Regions from separate parts of the Zea mays genome. Here all the other regions are linked to region 2. A link is a contact called in public Hi-C data. All regions are on one chromosome and are shown on one strand. The core of a region is the stretch at or near the end of the contact, and the rest is flanking DNA. Distances in the headings are between cores, read along the strand shown.

Region 1 (2,700 bases), core at 89-2,588, 190 kb before region 2:
GCAGTGCCGGACAGCGGTAGTGTCACGGCCAAAAATTCTCAGAAAGATCTCAAAATTTACCAGCAACAAGCGCAGAGGAGAGAAGATGTTTCGTGAAGATTGAACAGGAACCGATCAAAACTTCACAAAAAGATTTAAAATCTCAACTCTGAATGGGGTTTCGTTGGGTTTTGCAGACTTGATCAAACCAGTTTGGAACTAGCCCACGAGTGTGATGTGCTCAAATCAGATACAGCAAAGATCCGAGAGAAGTTCTCAAACCAGGAAGTATCCCAAAAGCAATCCCAAAACACAAGAAAATAGAGATTCTCACAAAAAAACCACAAGAGGGGATGAGAAGTGAGAAAATGAATCAAAAACTCATCGAGATCGGATTAGAGATAAACGACGAAAGCACACTAGCACCATGTGGTTATGACCACACTTCCTTAAAAAAAACTCATGCATGTGTGCAGATGTGGAAGTTCAAAGTACCTAGATGTCCGGGCTAGAGCTAATACAAAACTAGGGAATAGAAAACAAGAGTTTGAAATTAAATGCCCAAATGCCCAAAGATGACTGAAACAACTAGCCCTCCCTCCTATTTATAGAGGGTTATTCTACTAGACCAAACTATCCCTAGTTACATAAAGCTTATCCACTTAGCTGGGGTAAAATGGACCAACTCCTAAAATATGCATCTGACAGCCACGCGCTCTTCACGAAGTTGCTTTGCCTCGACACACTCTTCGTGATGACTCCACGTGCTACCTCTGATTCTTGTCGGAACCGCACCACCGGATTTTGAGGCCCAAACCCGACGAAACTAGCGAACTATAAAGCGGAGTGGTTTTGAGGCTCAACCACTGAAACCTCCATGAGTAGCGTACCCCATACGCATCCCTTATGTCCTAGACACGTGTCCCGCCAATCCACGACCATCCGCGCCTCCACGTCCTTGCGCCTATCAGTGTTCCTAGGTGTTAGTCGCCATGGCTAGTCATCCAGCTTCTCCGGTCCCTCGATCAAGGCTCAACGTTCACCATCTGTCGCTCACGATCTATTGACACAAACCCGCATGACCTTCGCCTTCGTTGTCAAAGATGAATTGGATAAATGGATAATATGTATGGCATATGCAAGTTGATCATCTAGTCAACCATAAACCTCAAATCCCTCTGAAATTCATAGCACACTTGAACCCAAGGTGGGGAAGCAATTTGGGCAATTAATTTTGAGGCTTCGGGGTCGGGCGGGTAAAGACGTCTGATCCGGCAGTTGGAGGAGAAATAGCGCAGACTTTGGGCATATGGATACGACGCATAGGCCCAGCTAGCCCAACATCTCATTATATTGCAACCCAAACCTGGCCTGTCCTCCGAGCCCAGTCCAGAGCAGCCCCATCCGAGAGGCAGAGACCGAGCCTGAGATCTGCAGGCGACGACGACGGCGGCGTCCCTGAGCTGCATGCGGACCGCTCGGCCGGGCGTTCGCCCTCCGCCCGCCATCATCACTGCACAACACGTCCAAGCTCTTTCGCACGGAGAGCTGCCAGTTCGGCTGGAATCAAAGCTTTCTGATTTGAGGAAAGCTAGCGCGGGCCCCAGGTAGCTTGATCTACAAATCTCCAAATCGCCGAGCAATGCCCTGCGCCTGCCGAGGAGATTCGCCTCGCTCCGCTTTTTATTACTAACTTGCTCTCGAGGGCGCGAACATGCAGCCACACGCACGCACGCTTGCATGCAGGCAGCTGGGGTCGACGATGCATGGACGATGGCACTGACGACACTGACGACGGGCGGGCGGCATCGCTTTAGCTCGCAACGTATACGCACTTTAAGGCCGATAGATTCTGCTGACCGTGCAGTGCCAGTGCAGGAGGAGTATTCAACAGCCGTTAAGCTATTATATATATATATATATATATATATATATATATATATATATATATATATATATATATATATATATATATATATATATATATATATATATATATATTATGCACTCTTATTTAGCGAGCTGCTCTCTAGATTGATAGCCCTTGGCAGGATAACAGCTAGCTAGCACGGCAATCCGATCGAGAAGATTTGATTCCCCTCATCGTTCGTTTTGGTCATAGTTTTATCGGTCGGCATGCAGGCAGGCAGGCACGTACGCTGCACGCTCATACTCCAGCCCACGCACCCGGGCCGGCCCGCGCGCCATGAAAAAAAAAAGAACAGATCAAAGCGGAGAGATAGAGAGCGGGAGATGGAGACGCGTGCATCGAATCTAGTCTAGCACTGCCAGATCCCGCTTTGCGCTGCACGACGTAGATCGATAGGCTTCTTTTGGGCGGGCGTTCAAAGTTGCTCTTGCTCGCGTCGCGCGCGCAGAGGCGATTCTCTCTCTTCGCTTAGAAAGCTACTTGTAGCATTTCCCTTCCCAAGTCAAAGACGCCGACGCGGCGCCCTATTCTTGGGCTTTCTACCGTTCTACGTGCCCCCCCTCCTTTCTCGTGATACTGCGTTCTTTTGTTGCCACGCAGTGTTTTGCTTCTGGGTTTAGTTTACTACTCTATTTGCATTGAAATTGTAAATCATTCTAGCTTTTCTATCTTCGTTTAAATTGTAAAATATTTTAACTTTTTATACACATATCTTTCTTATATATATTTAGGCATACACTATATTTTGATATATATATATATAAGTAATAAATCTGAAAACTAAAAAAATC
Region 2 (2,700 bases), core at 110-2,609:
GTTACAGAACAGAATGTGTAGGGGAAAGGATCATACTGATCCCCTTCTGACTCTTCTGTTGCGATGCGTTCCTATTAGATTCAGTAGCCGAGGGATACCTCGATTCATCTCACTATTTTGTGTAGAACTTTTGTCAGCTCTTGCTTGATTCAGAGAGAAAGTAATTTGCGAAACCAGACCATCATTCAGTAACTAAGCACCTAAGGTAGATTAAACAACTTTATTTGAAGCAGATAAGTATGATCGCTCCAGATCTCCATGTGCAGTAGGTATGATCCATGAGAACTCATGTATTTACACACCCAGCATTCCCTCTTCAAATGGCCCGGGTGAGGAGAAGGCGTCCACAGTTTCTCTATTTTTTCTACTTCTACTGCAGCATTTGAACAGCATGTCGACAGATCCATTCTGTTCAGGCCACTGAATCAGCACTGACTCTAGCATACTAATCGAAGTATACCATTACCAAACCCACACGATAAATAGTCATACAGTACCAGTACTACTATAATATTGCGGTTCCCATATATCATATTCTATTCCACATTTTAATATCCGTCCCGTTTTTGTCGTCGCATGTCATTGATAATTGACACCAACCCACGCCCACCAGTCGCAGTCAAGAGGACCATGTCTCCACCAGACCATCAGATCTAGCGCGAATCTCTCCGCCCAAGGCTGCGCTCATGCCTCACATGACGAAAGAGAGATCAAAAGGGGAGACACCAGAAACGTGGATCGATGGCCGGAAGCGGTAGCAAAACGGAGCGGAGATGATTACCCAGGGCCGGACGGCGAGATGATGGTGCCCTCGGAGATGAGCAAGCCGCCGTCCGTGGACCGCTGCGCGTAGTACTCCGCGAGCGCGGGGCCTGGGACCGCGTCGGGCGCCCTGCACCTGGTCATCGGCGCCAGCACCACCCTGCGCGCGTTCACACAGACACACATCACGCGGAGCTCGCGCCAGGCCAAATCGATCCCAGCGAAGAATCAGGGGGAGGGGCGGACGCGATGGAGGCTCACCGGTGGGCGAGGCGGAAGCGGGGCATCTGGTACGGCGAGAAGAGAGACGGGCGCTTCTGCTGTTGCTCGTCCTCCGCCGGCGTGGAGCGATCCGTGGAGGCCATGGATTGGAGTTGGAGAGGGAAATGGGGAGCGGAGAAAGCTGATCGAAAGCAGAGGGTTGCGAGAAGCCAACTATAGGAGGAGGGAGAGAAGAGAACGGAGGAGGGCGAGTGCGGTTCGAAAGCGAATCGCCACTGGGCTCGTTTGCGACGACGGACGGTGACGCTGACGCGTCGCGGACTCGTGGGAGGTGTTGGTTGCACGCTGGACGCTGGACAGGGAGCGGGTAGTTGGGACCAAGGCGAGCAGCGAGTGCTATATCTGCCTTGGCGGGTGAAGTACTGAACTACTTAAGTCGCCGTCTCGATTTTGAGCATGTGTGTCGCGTGGGCGGTGACTGGTGCAGCGTATCTGTATTCTCAAAATTAGAAATTTAATATGTCAACTTAATAGTATTTGTATCTAATCCAAATCGAAGATAAAATATGAAAATAAATATATAATGAGTAATATTTACCAGTATCCAATTCGAATACATGTAGACCGTGAACCACACACGAACCGACCAACACCTAAACCACGAGCACAGCCGGTTGCATGCGTAGTCATGCAGCACCTATTTCTCAAAAACCAATCTTCCATTCACGTCCTGAAAGCCTTAAAACTGACTAGCTGAGTGTCCGTGCATTGCAACGGTAATATATAATATCAGTATACTACGATAACTTATATATAAAATGTATGTTATATTATTATGAGAAAATGTTTCATAATCAATTTGTGATCCTGGCCATACATAAATTTTGTTATTTTAATCTAGTTGTTTCACTACTACATTGCAACCATCAGTATCATGCAGACTTCGATATATGCTACGATTTGTATGGTCTCATCATTGGAGAACACGTTCCACACATGCTGTAAGAAATTTCCTCGTACATCGTTAGTCATCAGACACGCACCACCATACGCTCTTGCTTAAACAAAAAGGTAAGTGTGTGTGTTTGCGAAGAGAATTAAAGGCAGGTCGGCACAAAAGCTACTCTGACGGTGGCAAGGATGACGAACTGGTCACTGTTGTCGATCCTCCTCTACGTCACCTCCGACGCTAAGATGACGCCACAATCCTCGATATAGTAGTCGTCGAACGCGCGCGACATGACGAGTACCGATGACTCTTGGTTGGGCTACCAAACGAAGTGCACCCCGGGCTCATCAGCGACTCCACAACATACATCATGTTCGAGGACACTCACACAATGACACAACGTCAGCAACGTCCATCGTCCCAGCGCACAAGAATTCATGTCCGTTCAGTAGCGACTTACGTGGTAGGTTGGGCTTTAGGTGGACGATGAGCTAGACGACGTGATGACGTCGTCGTCGGATGCGGTGTCCAGAACAACCCGAGAGTCGTCAATGTTGGCGACAACCATGAGGCCCCCCTGCTTAACGATGGACAGCGCGGTGCAGCTGCTCTGGACCGCGTCCAAGTGGTGGCTTCGCGGGAGCTTGTCGTACACAGCGGCGCATGCGACCACGTAGGACTGCTTCTAGAGGTCGAACTGACAGTCGCCAAGCTTCTTCTCGTCATCGATAAACGACACCAACGTGAGTGTCTCCTACTCATGGTGT
Region 3 (2,700 bases), core at 76-2,575, 210 kb after region 2:
ACTAGGGTGCCATTTGGGATGTCTTTTGCTCTCTTTATTTGAACCCTTTCTTGGTCTTTTTATTGGCTTATTGTGAACCTTTGGCACCTGCAAAACTTATAATCTAGAACAAACTAGTTAGTCCAATTATTTGTGTTGGGCAATTCAACCACCAAAATCAATTAAGGAAAAAGTGTAAGCCTATTTCCCTTTCAATTCAAACGCCCCTAAAGCCTAACCTGGAGGATGCAGAGAAAAGGGCACACGATTCCGCTAGCGCATCTAACGAAAGAGATCAAAGGAGAACCAAGTGCACAACAGCACACAAGAGACACAGCTGCCCCGTGGTACCCTCGCCGCGCCGGCGACTGGGGTGTCTGCTTCCGCTGAAAAAGTCAACCTAGCAAAACCATTTCTTTGGTTCTCCGCTCCCCGAGGCCACGACCCGATGCCACACAACGACCGTACGACGCCTCCCTCGTCCCGGCTCCTGTTTTTCCCTTAAAAACGGGGAGCACACCGCCCGGTTAGAGGTGTCAATAGGGACCCGATACCCGTCAACCCGTGGGGAATTCCCCTATTAGGGTACGAGTATGAGACAAAAATTGTACCCATGAGTATGGATATGAGACAAAATCTCCACTCATTGGATAAAACGGGTATGGGTTTGGGAAGCAATAATCCGAACCCGATTACCCATGTGTATTTCATACATGTACACCTGTCGTGTTTGTATGAATGAGGTGAGGCCGACCCAACCACCAAGCCCAGCACGACAGCGCACCATGCCCCAGGTCCTAGCCTAATAAGGCAACACGACAAGGCAATTAGCAGACTAGCAAAACACAAAACTCTAAAATAATCAGTCATATGCTACGCCCTGCCTAGACGACGATGACGACCATGGATTCTCAGGCGGCAACGAACTCAGATGGTGACCAATGAAGGTGAGCAAACTCCATTTCTTCTATCAGTCCCGAAGTACTTATTTCTTTTCTGATGGATGGATGAATGGATCATGGTTCATGGATAAGTGCTTTCCGATGTGGTGATGTCTGAAATCTAGATTGTTTGTGCTATCTGTTAGTACCTAGTTATCTCTTAATTGGGGATGTGAACCCATTGGGGACCCGAAACCCGAATAGAGATGAGTATGAGATGAGTTTTGCACTCATGATGGGTATGAAGATGGATATAAGGATGGATCAAACATAATGAGGATGAGTATGAGATGCTATAATCCGATGGGGGAATTCCCGTTAACATCTACGCCCGGTCCTGCAAGCCTCCTGTCCTCCCCTTCCGTGCCCTTACAAAAACTTTCTCCCCGCGCAGTCGCGCGGCCAAACCAAACCCCTCGCGCCATCACGCTTCCCTCCCTCGTGCGTTTGCACCGTCACGCTTCCCTCCCTTGTGCGTTTGCGCCGTCACGACTTCTGCGATGCCCCGCCCCCGTTCACGCGACAAGGCGGCATCCCCGCCGTCGCCGGCCGGTGCCCGGCAACGCACCCCCGCGCCGTCCCCGTCCACCTCTCTCCACCTCGGTATCGGCCCCGCGTCCCCCGACAACGACCTCGGCGTCGGATCCCTCGACCTCAAGCAACCCGCCGCTGCGCCTCCCCGACACAGCCTGCTCCTCGCGGGCGCCGCCCTCCGCCTCGGCCTCGGCCCCGCCTCCCCCGATGACGACCGCGGCGCCAGATCCCCCAACCTCAGCCCACCCGCCGCCGCGCCTCCCCGACGCAGCCTGCGCCTCGCGGGTAGTCGAAACACTCTCTCCGTGTCGGGCAGGGGCGAGAAGGGGGCGAGGAGGGCCCATGCTCGAGTCTCCGCCTCCTCCCTTGCTACCACCGTCTCGCCTAGGGCCGGGAACTCTAGTAGCGATGACAGCGGGTCGGGGGCGGATACGGCTTTGGCGAGCGGCGAGCGTTATGGCAGTGCGGTGCCGTTCACGACCCGGTCTCGTATCGTGAAGCGGCGGGCGGAGGCGAGCCCTCAGGCGGGCGGGGAGGTGGGGATCGGGTCGGCTGGTCGAGGCCAGGTGCCTGACGAAATGCTGCACCGGGACGTGGGGACGCCGTCGAAGCGGTGCAGGACCGTATTGGTCGGAGGAGTGGAGACAGTGTATATGTCTGATACAGAGAGTGATTCTGATGAGGATTGCATGATGCTGGGTCCAAGTGGGACCGAACTGAATCCTATTGCTGTGGATATGACTGAAAATGGGAGTCTGGATGATCCTGCCAATGCAAGCGACGTGGAGTCTTTGCAGACGCATAATCTGCTAGGGACGACAAATGTTGGGGTGGTTGAGCAATCAGTATATCCTTCAGGAAGTGCTTCAAGTTTTGAAGCAAGAATCTCTGCAGATATGTATGTCTCGAGCCATTACAGTTCTAGAAAGGGAAGCAAAGTGAACGGGAAGCTTGTTTTGGAGAATAACAGTTCTCGTGCTGATGCTAATGTGGGCTCTGCAGTTGGTACCAGTCCCCGCAAATTCAATCCATACAGCAAAGGAAAGGGAAAGATGGTTGCAGAAGATACTTTATCATCTCTGGTCTCCAGTGAGGACGAGCCAGATTTGGATCCAGTGCATTCCAAAGAGACTCAGGTTAATCCAGGATCAGTTTCTGCTTCTATGGTGTCATATCGCAGACAAAAAGCAAAAGAGAGAGCTATCAGGTTGGCTCCTGAATTTGCTTTCTTTAAAGCAGATAAAGA
Region 4 (2,700 bases), core at 68-2,567, 160 kb before region 2:
AAATTGTTTATCATCATTTTTGTAATATATAAACACTTATTCGACGTCATAAATATCAATATATTCTTTTTTCCGGGTAGAGGTCATACAAGTACGTTGAGGGCACTACTACGACTGGTGTTGATAAACCCAACACAAGTACTGTTGATATATAAACACCCATGGGCGACGTCAACTTTTGCTTTCCTGTAAGATAACCTAAACAACACAGCGGCGGTGCTTCCATTGGTCGCGGCAGAATCGCCCTGCCTCTTTGGCCTCCTCGAGCTTTTCCAGAGATACGATACGCGAAAGCCAAAACGGCGCTGGGCAAGGGCAGAATCTCGCAAAAGCGTCTGCACTGCACGGTCCCCGCTCGCCTTTATCTGGGGGCGCGACGGTTCCCCCCCATCAGCTTATTGGATCCAATCCAATTACGCTGAAATATTTAAAATAAGACAGTCATTGCATTCTTCAGCTATAGTAAAAAAATATCATGCTTATTGGATCATGCATGATTTGAGTTGCAGATTTATTTAGATTTATATTTGTTATATATTTTTTAAATGAAGTTAAATCTATAACTCAATCATATATTCCACACATGAGTATATATACACACAATAATGAACATATGGTATGGTATACTTCAATACAAAGTTTTTATTATATCTTTACGTTTATTTTTTTTTGTAAATAATCTATAGTTTAGATTCTGTCCTCCTTTTTATATAGTCAAAAATTTTAGGATGGGCTAATCTTGGGTCATGCAGTATGACCAAGTTATGGCCTTGTCTATATAAACATAGATAAATCAATATATAAACCTAGATAAATCTATAACTCGGTCATATATATAATCCATCAAGCTTGAGATTTTTACTACAGTTCAAATATGCAACGATTAACCCACCTTAAAAATTTGCTCATAATTAGATAAACTATGAATTAATTGCAAAAAAAGAATAGATCTAAAATTACAATAAAATTCTGTACTAAAATTATATCATATCATATATTCACTGTATAGATTTATTCAAATGGAGTTCAACACAACTGATTTGTTTTGTTTTATATTTTTTATGAATTATTATATATATATATATTTAAAAATTGACCAAAATAAACATAAAATTTTAAAAAAGTTTCCGGTTCTAAGAGGTGAGATAGCACCTGTTTGTGGCTGTAGGGTCGAAGTAGGAAAAACTGACTTTTCTGATAGTTGAAAGAGGTAGATTGACATTTTCTATTGCTAAGTAGGCCACAATTGCTTGCCTTATTGGGCCATGGTCCTAACAGTACGCGTAGAAGAATCATGGGCTGAAGAAATGAAGGCTATTATTAGGTATGTAGCCCGCCCGAGGTTTGGAGATGATCAATCACCAAACCAAAGCTGTTACAGCCCATAAACTAACGTGACGGCATTCAAACAAAACTTTGCCGCGCGCGCTGGACCGAGAAAGCCAAGAGAATTCAACAACGGTTGACCAGGAGTGTGAAATTCCGTCTTCTCAACGATGGTCTTCTCAACCGGAAGCATGTCTGCGTGCTTCCGGTTGTTGGTCTTGGGCGTACCCGACGGCACACAGGTCAGTGCACTGTCATTGCCGCGCGGTTAGGCCTCCGAGCCGACTGCGTGTAAAACCCTATAAGCGAAAGGTCGGGCGGAGAAGGATAGGAACAAACACGTTATTTACCTGTAACTGTGTTAGGGCTTATCAAAGCTCTTACAAGGAACCATAGTGAAGAATAATATGATTAAAGAGATGCCCCCTCCTACCTTTCGGGCTTGTTTGGTTAGAAGTAGATTTAATAAGATTGGAGAGATTAAATTCATTGCTAATAAGATTGGAGAGATTAAATTCATTGCTAGTCAAAATTGAATAGGAAAGATTCAATACCCTCAATCTCCTCCAATCTTATGTAACCAAACAAGGCCTTAAGTACATGTACAACCTACATAAATGACCCGTATTTTAAAGGCTATATAAGTGAGTAAGTGCAAACACACACACAAGAGACATATCTGGGTGAAGGAACACTTTTGACATGATTCTTTAGGTCTAAGATACGACTCAATCCATATACCCATATAAATGGGACTGTCGGTACCCTGAATCAGGGGCACCCCTTACTACAACATTAAAAACACGGTGCCCGCGCAACTATCTCTAGTCGCGCGGTAAACAGCACCCAACCTTTCCGCATGGGCAGCTCCGGGGCCGCCGCATGGCTGGAAAAGGTGGTATACTCCAGGATACCATCAGTAGGTCCGGACCTCCTTGAGAAAGCGCCGGACCCCTGCACTCACGACCCAGATCTCCGAGTATGGTCCAGGGCTCCCATGCAAGCAAGCCGGACCCCTTGGGTGAGGTCTGGACCCCTCTGAGCGGGATCCGGGCCACCCAAAGCAGGGTCCCGGGACAGGGGATACCCTGGCCTAAGCAAGGGTCCGGTACTGACACGTGTCCAGGCTTTATCCTGTGCGCTTGCGCTCCCCGCTCAGGCGGAGACCCAATGCTGCCACGTGGCTTGTTGCCCGTGACGTAAGCCAGCGGGCGGAGCCTGACGTAAGACCTCTGTGCCGCGCGGTCTCTGCATTTATTGCGGAAAGGACACGCCGCCTGTCCACCCTGCTGACAGGCGATGAGCCGCCTCAGCATTTATTGTGACCTATCCACTCAGCTGGCAGGCGGCGTCCAGGCCATCCTGCAGGTGGCG
Region 5 (2,710 bases), core at 208-2,707, 160 kb after region 2:
TGCTTTGCCAGGAAATACCTTGCCATCTCCCAAGGTTTGTTGAGGCCATGATTACCAAAAAAAAGGTGCACTTAAATACTACCCTATCTGTTTAACACTAATTATAGATCATTATGAACGACCGCACCGACAGCGGGTAGAGGCAGTTCAAGATCTGTTTAAATACTATATAGTACTAGCTAAGTCAATGCTGCCACTTACTCCTATATTTCACTTTAACGGTTTAACTATTAATTATTAGACATTTTTACTCACTGGTACAACTTTTCCTCCCTTTCCTTTCTACGTGCTTCCTCAGTCCAAACAAGCGTTACCTCTCTTGACAAATATATGACGCCGTTTAATTTTTTTTCAAAAACTTTAACCATCGTCTTATTTAAAATATTTATTTAAAATGTAAAAATTTAAGTCAAACACAAACAACCTTAAATAATAAAACAAACAAATAAATAAATGATAACTCATTATCTTTTGAATAAAATGAGTGGTTAATTTTTTTTAAAAAAAAATAACGGTACACTTTGGCCATAGTTGTTGGCTACTATAGATGGCCAATAAGCACGAGGCTCGCGAGCCCGGCACGAAGCCCGTGTTTGGGCCCGGTCCAAGTCCGGCACGGTCCGGTTCTATGCGGGCCCGGGCTGGCCCGACACAAATAAGCGGGCCAGGCTCGGACAAGAAATTAGGCACGGCGGGCTAGCACGGCACGGTCTGTTTACCTCTAAGCCTGTTAAGCCCGCTTTTTTACACTAAAACGTACTTTTCAGCCCGTATAGCCCGTTTAGGCCCGTTGCGGGCCGGTCTCGGACAGAAAATTGAGCTCGCGTGCTTAGACGGCCCGGCCTGGTTTTATAATTGTGCCTGACGAGCCGGGCTTCACCGGGCCCGGGTCCGGGCCGGGCCGGGCCGTTTGGCCATCTCTATTGGCTGCTATCCCTTTTTGCTTGCCGATGGAGCTTCGAACCGGAAATAGTCGGCAGGGGCACTTTGGCCAGTCCACGCCAACGGCAATCGCACGGCTGACACACAAGAGACATGCGTAGAGATGGCCAAACGGGCCGCCCGGCCCGGCCCGGCCCGGGCCCGGTGAAGCCCGGCCAAAAACCGGGCCGGGCCTGCTGTGCCATCGTGCTCAAGTTTCTGTCCAAGCCCGGCCCGCAGCGGGCCTAAACGGGCCGGGTCGGCCCGTTTAGCACGAAAAAACGGGCCGAAAAGCGGGCTAAACGGGCCGGTAAGCACGTTTTAGTGTAAAAAAACCGGGCTTAACGGGCTTAGAGGTAAACGGGCCGTGCCGGGCTAGCCCGCCGTGCCTAGTTTCCTGTCCAAGCCCGCCCGCTTATTCTACCGTGCCGGGTTCGGACCGGGCCTAAAAAGCGGGCTTCGTGCCGGGCTCACGGGCCTCGTGCTTTTTGGCCATCTATAGACATGCGGCGAGAGAGCCGCGGATCAGGTGCACACGAAAACAGCCATAAAAGAAAGCGAGCTCGCAGTCGCAGCGGGTCGACCGGGAGAAGAGAAGAAGAGCTACTCCTGCTCCCACACTCCCAGCCGAGCTCACGCACGCACACGCGCACACGCGCGAGCAGGAGCTCCGGCAAGATCCAAAATTGTCCCAAGCCCGCGCGCGTCGGGGCCGGGCGCAAAGGGATCATCGGATGGCGGTGTTCGCAGGGGCACGGGCACGGCCGCTGCTGGTGCTGGGCGCCCTGCTGCTGTCTGCGCTCCTGGTGCTCACGGTCACGGCCGCCGACAGCCAGAGTACGTACTGCTCCTGCTACCTCCCCGCTTTCGTTCCTTGCATTGCATTGGTTGCTGTCGCCTGCTGCGTTCCTAGCGTTCGTTCCTGCCTGCGTACGCGCGCACCGTTGGTCCAATCAGTCTACAACTGGGCGTCTTCTGTTTGCTGGACCAGTGACCGGATCTGGGTGCTTTGCATGGGGTAGCTCGGTTTGGGATCTCGTCGCGGGCGCCTTGTGGTCCTACGCGGCTACGCCATTGGGGTCGATCCAACAGTTATTAGTGTTCGCTGAGCTATTTCTTGTCCTAGCGATGATTGTCGCTTCTTGCTCTGCCGTGTGTTTGTATGCAAAAACTACTGGAATGGTGGTCTGCTTCAATTGTTAGAATTCGCATAAACTTTACCAAGTCTGAGGGACGGGGCCTCAGATTAGCTGCGTATCTGGTAGGCCAAATTGTAAGAACGTCCAGTAAGGGGTTGGTCAGTCAGTTCTCCAATTTCGATCTCTGTCTTGAAGCAGATCCTCTGCAGGCTTACTGACGTTTGTGTTTGGGAGATCTAAACGTGGAAATTTCGCTTCGTTGATTTGATGGCAATAGCATAATCTACAATGTTTACTTATGTTGCATACGTGGAGCATTTTATTATTTAATAGTACGCTCAAGGTATCAGCTGTTGACTCTTGAAATAGGATATTAGCCATGGGAGTGTGTTTTTTTAGAAACATCACCAATAAATTATCAATGTTGACTCTTGAAGAAAAAAAAACAGAGAGGTGTTGTGGTGCTTAATTAAAGAGAACCCCAGTAAATTTGTGGCCTAGCACTCCAATGTGTTCACTTAAATATCTACTGTATTTGTTGGTTTCTGCATTCTTGTGATTCTATCTATCTAGGAGACTAGGATGCATTTGCACCTTCACTTTCTCTTGAACCTTGAAATTCGTATTATTCTTTTTTTTTACAACATGGT

What was found. Hi-C and Micro-C count contacts between places; a contact is called where the count stands out from the background.
Region 1: a Hi-C map of tassel shows a contact between it and region 2, with 2.6 times the contacts expected there. The contact joins the enhancer-like site here to the promoter of opr7 in region 2. A contact is called at or near these places in 2 of 25 Hi-C or Micro-C datasets (ear and tassel).
Region 3: a contact with region 2 is called in a Hi-C map of ear, with 2.0 times the contacts expected there. The contact joins the promoter of LOC103643234 here to the promoter of opr7 in region 2. A contact is called at or near these places in 3 of 25 Hi-C or Micro-C datasets (ear, leaf and tassel).
Region 4: a contact with region 2 is called in a Hi-C map of ear, with 2.3 times the contacts expected there. The contact joins the enhancer-like site here to the promoter of opr7 in region 2. A contact is called at or near these places in 3 of 25 Hi-C or Micro-C datasets (ear, leaf and tassel).
Region 5: a Hi-C map of leaf shows a contact between it and region 2, with 8 times the contacts expected there. The contact joins the promoter of LOC100278496 here to the promoter of opr7 in region 2. A contact is called at or near these places in 3 of 25 Hi-C or Micro-C datasets (ear, leaf and tassel).

What each region holds. Positions count from the first base shown.
Region 1 is chr1:212,378,988-212,381,687 of Zm-B73-REFERENCE-NAM-5.0, forward strand. No RefSeq gene overlaps it. Among protein-coding and RNA genes, the nearest start is that of LOC118476116, 13 kb to the left of the region's middle. Within about 2 kb of position 1,339, at least 15 of the 20 cell types and tissues checked have an H3K27ac peak or open chromatin away from gene starts, as enhancers often do. A contact at or near this core is called in ear and tassel, where this site is marked.
Region 2 is chr1:212,565,791-212,568,490 of Zm-B73-REFERENCE-NAM-5.0, forward strand. It overlaps opr7 (12-oxophytodienoate reductase7), which reads right to left and starts at 1,360. Exons shown (of 5, transcript NM_001112440.1): 1 at 1,024-1,360; 2 at 782-922. The coding sequence starts at 1,127.
Region 3 is chr1:212,779,095-212,781,794 of Zm-B73-REFERENCE-NAM-5.0, forward strand. It overlaps LOC103643234, which reads left to right and starts at 1,326. Exons shown (of 6, transcript XR_560904.4): 1 at 1,326-2,700.
Region 4 is chr1:212,406,139-212,408,838 of Zm-B73-REFERENCE-NAM-5.0, forward strand. No RefSeq gene overlaps it. Among protein-coding and RNA genes, the nearest start is that of LOC118476116, 41 kb to the left of the region's middle. Within about 2 kb of position 1,318, at least 13 of the 20 cell types and tissues checked have an H3K27ac peak or open chromatin away from gene starts, as enhancers often do. A contact at or near this core is called in ear, leaf and tassel, where this site is marked.
Region 5 is chr1:212,726,697-212,729,406 of Zm-B73-REFERENCE-NAM-5.0, forward strand. LOC100278496 (ferredoxin-related) reads left to right here and starts at 1,458. Exons shown (of 2, transcript NM_001195949.2): 1 at 1,458-1,758. The coding sequence starts at 1,656.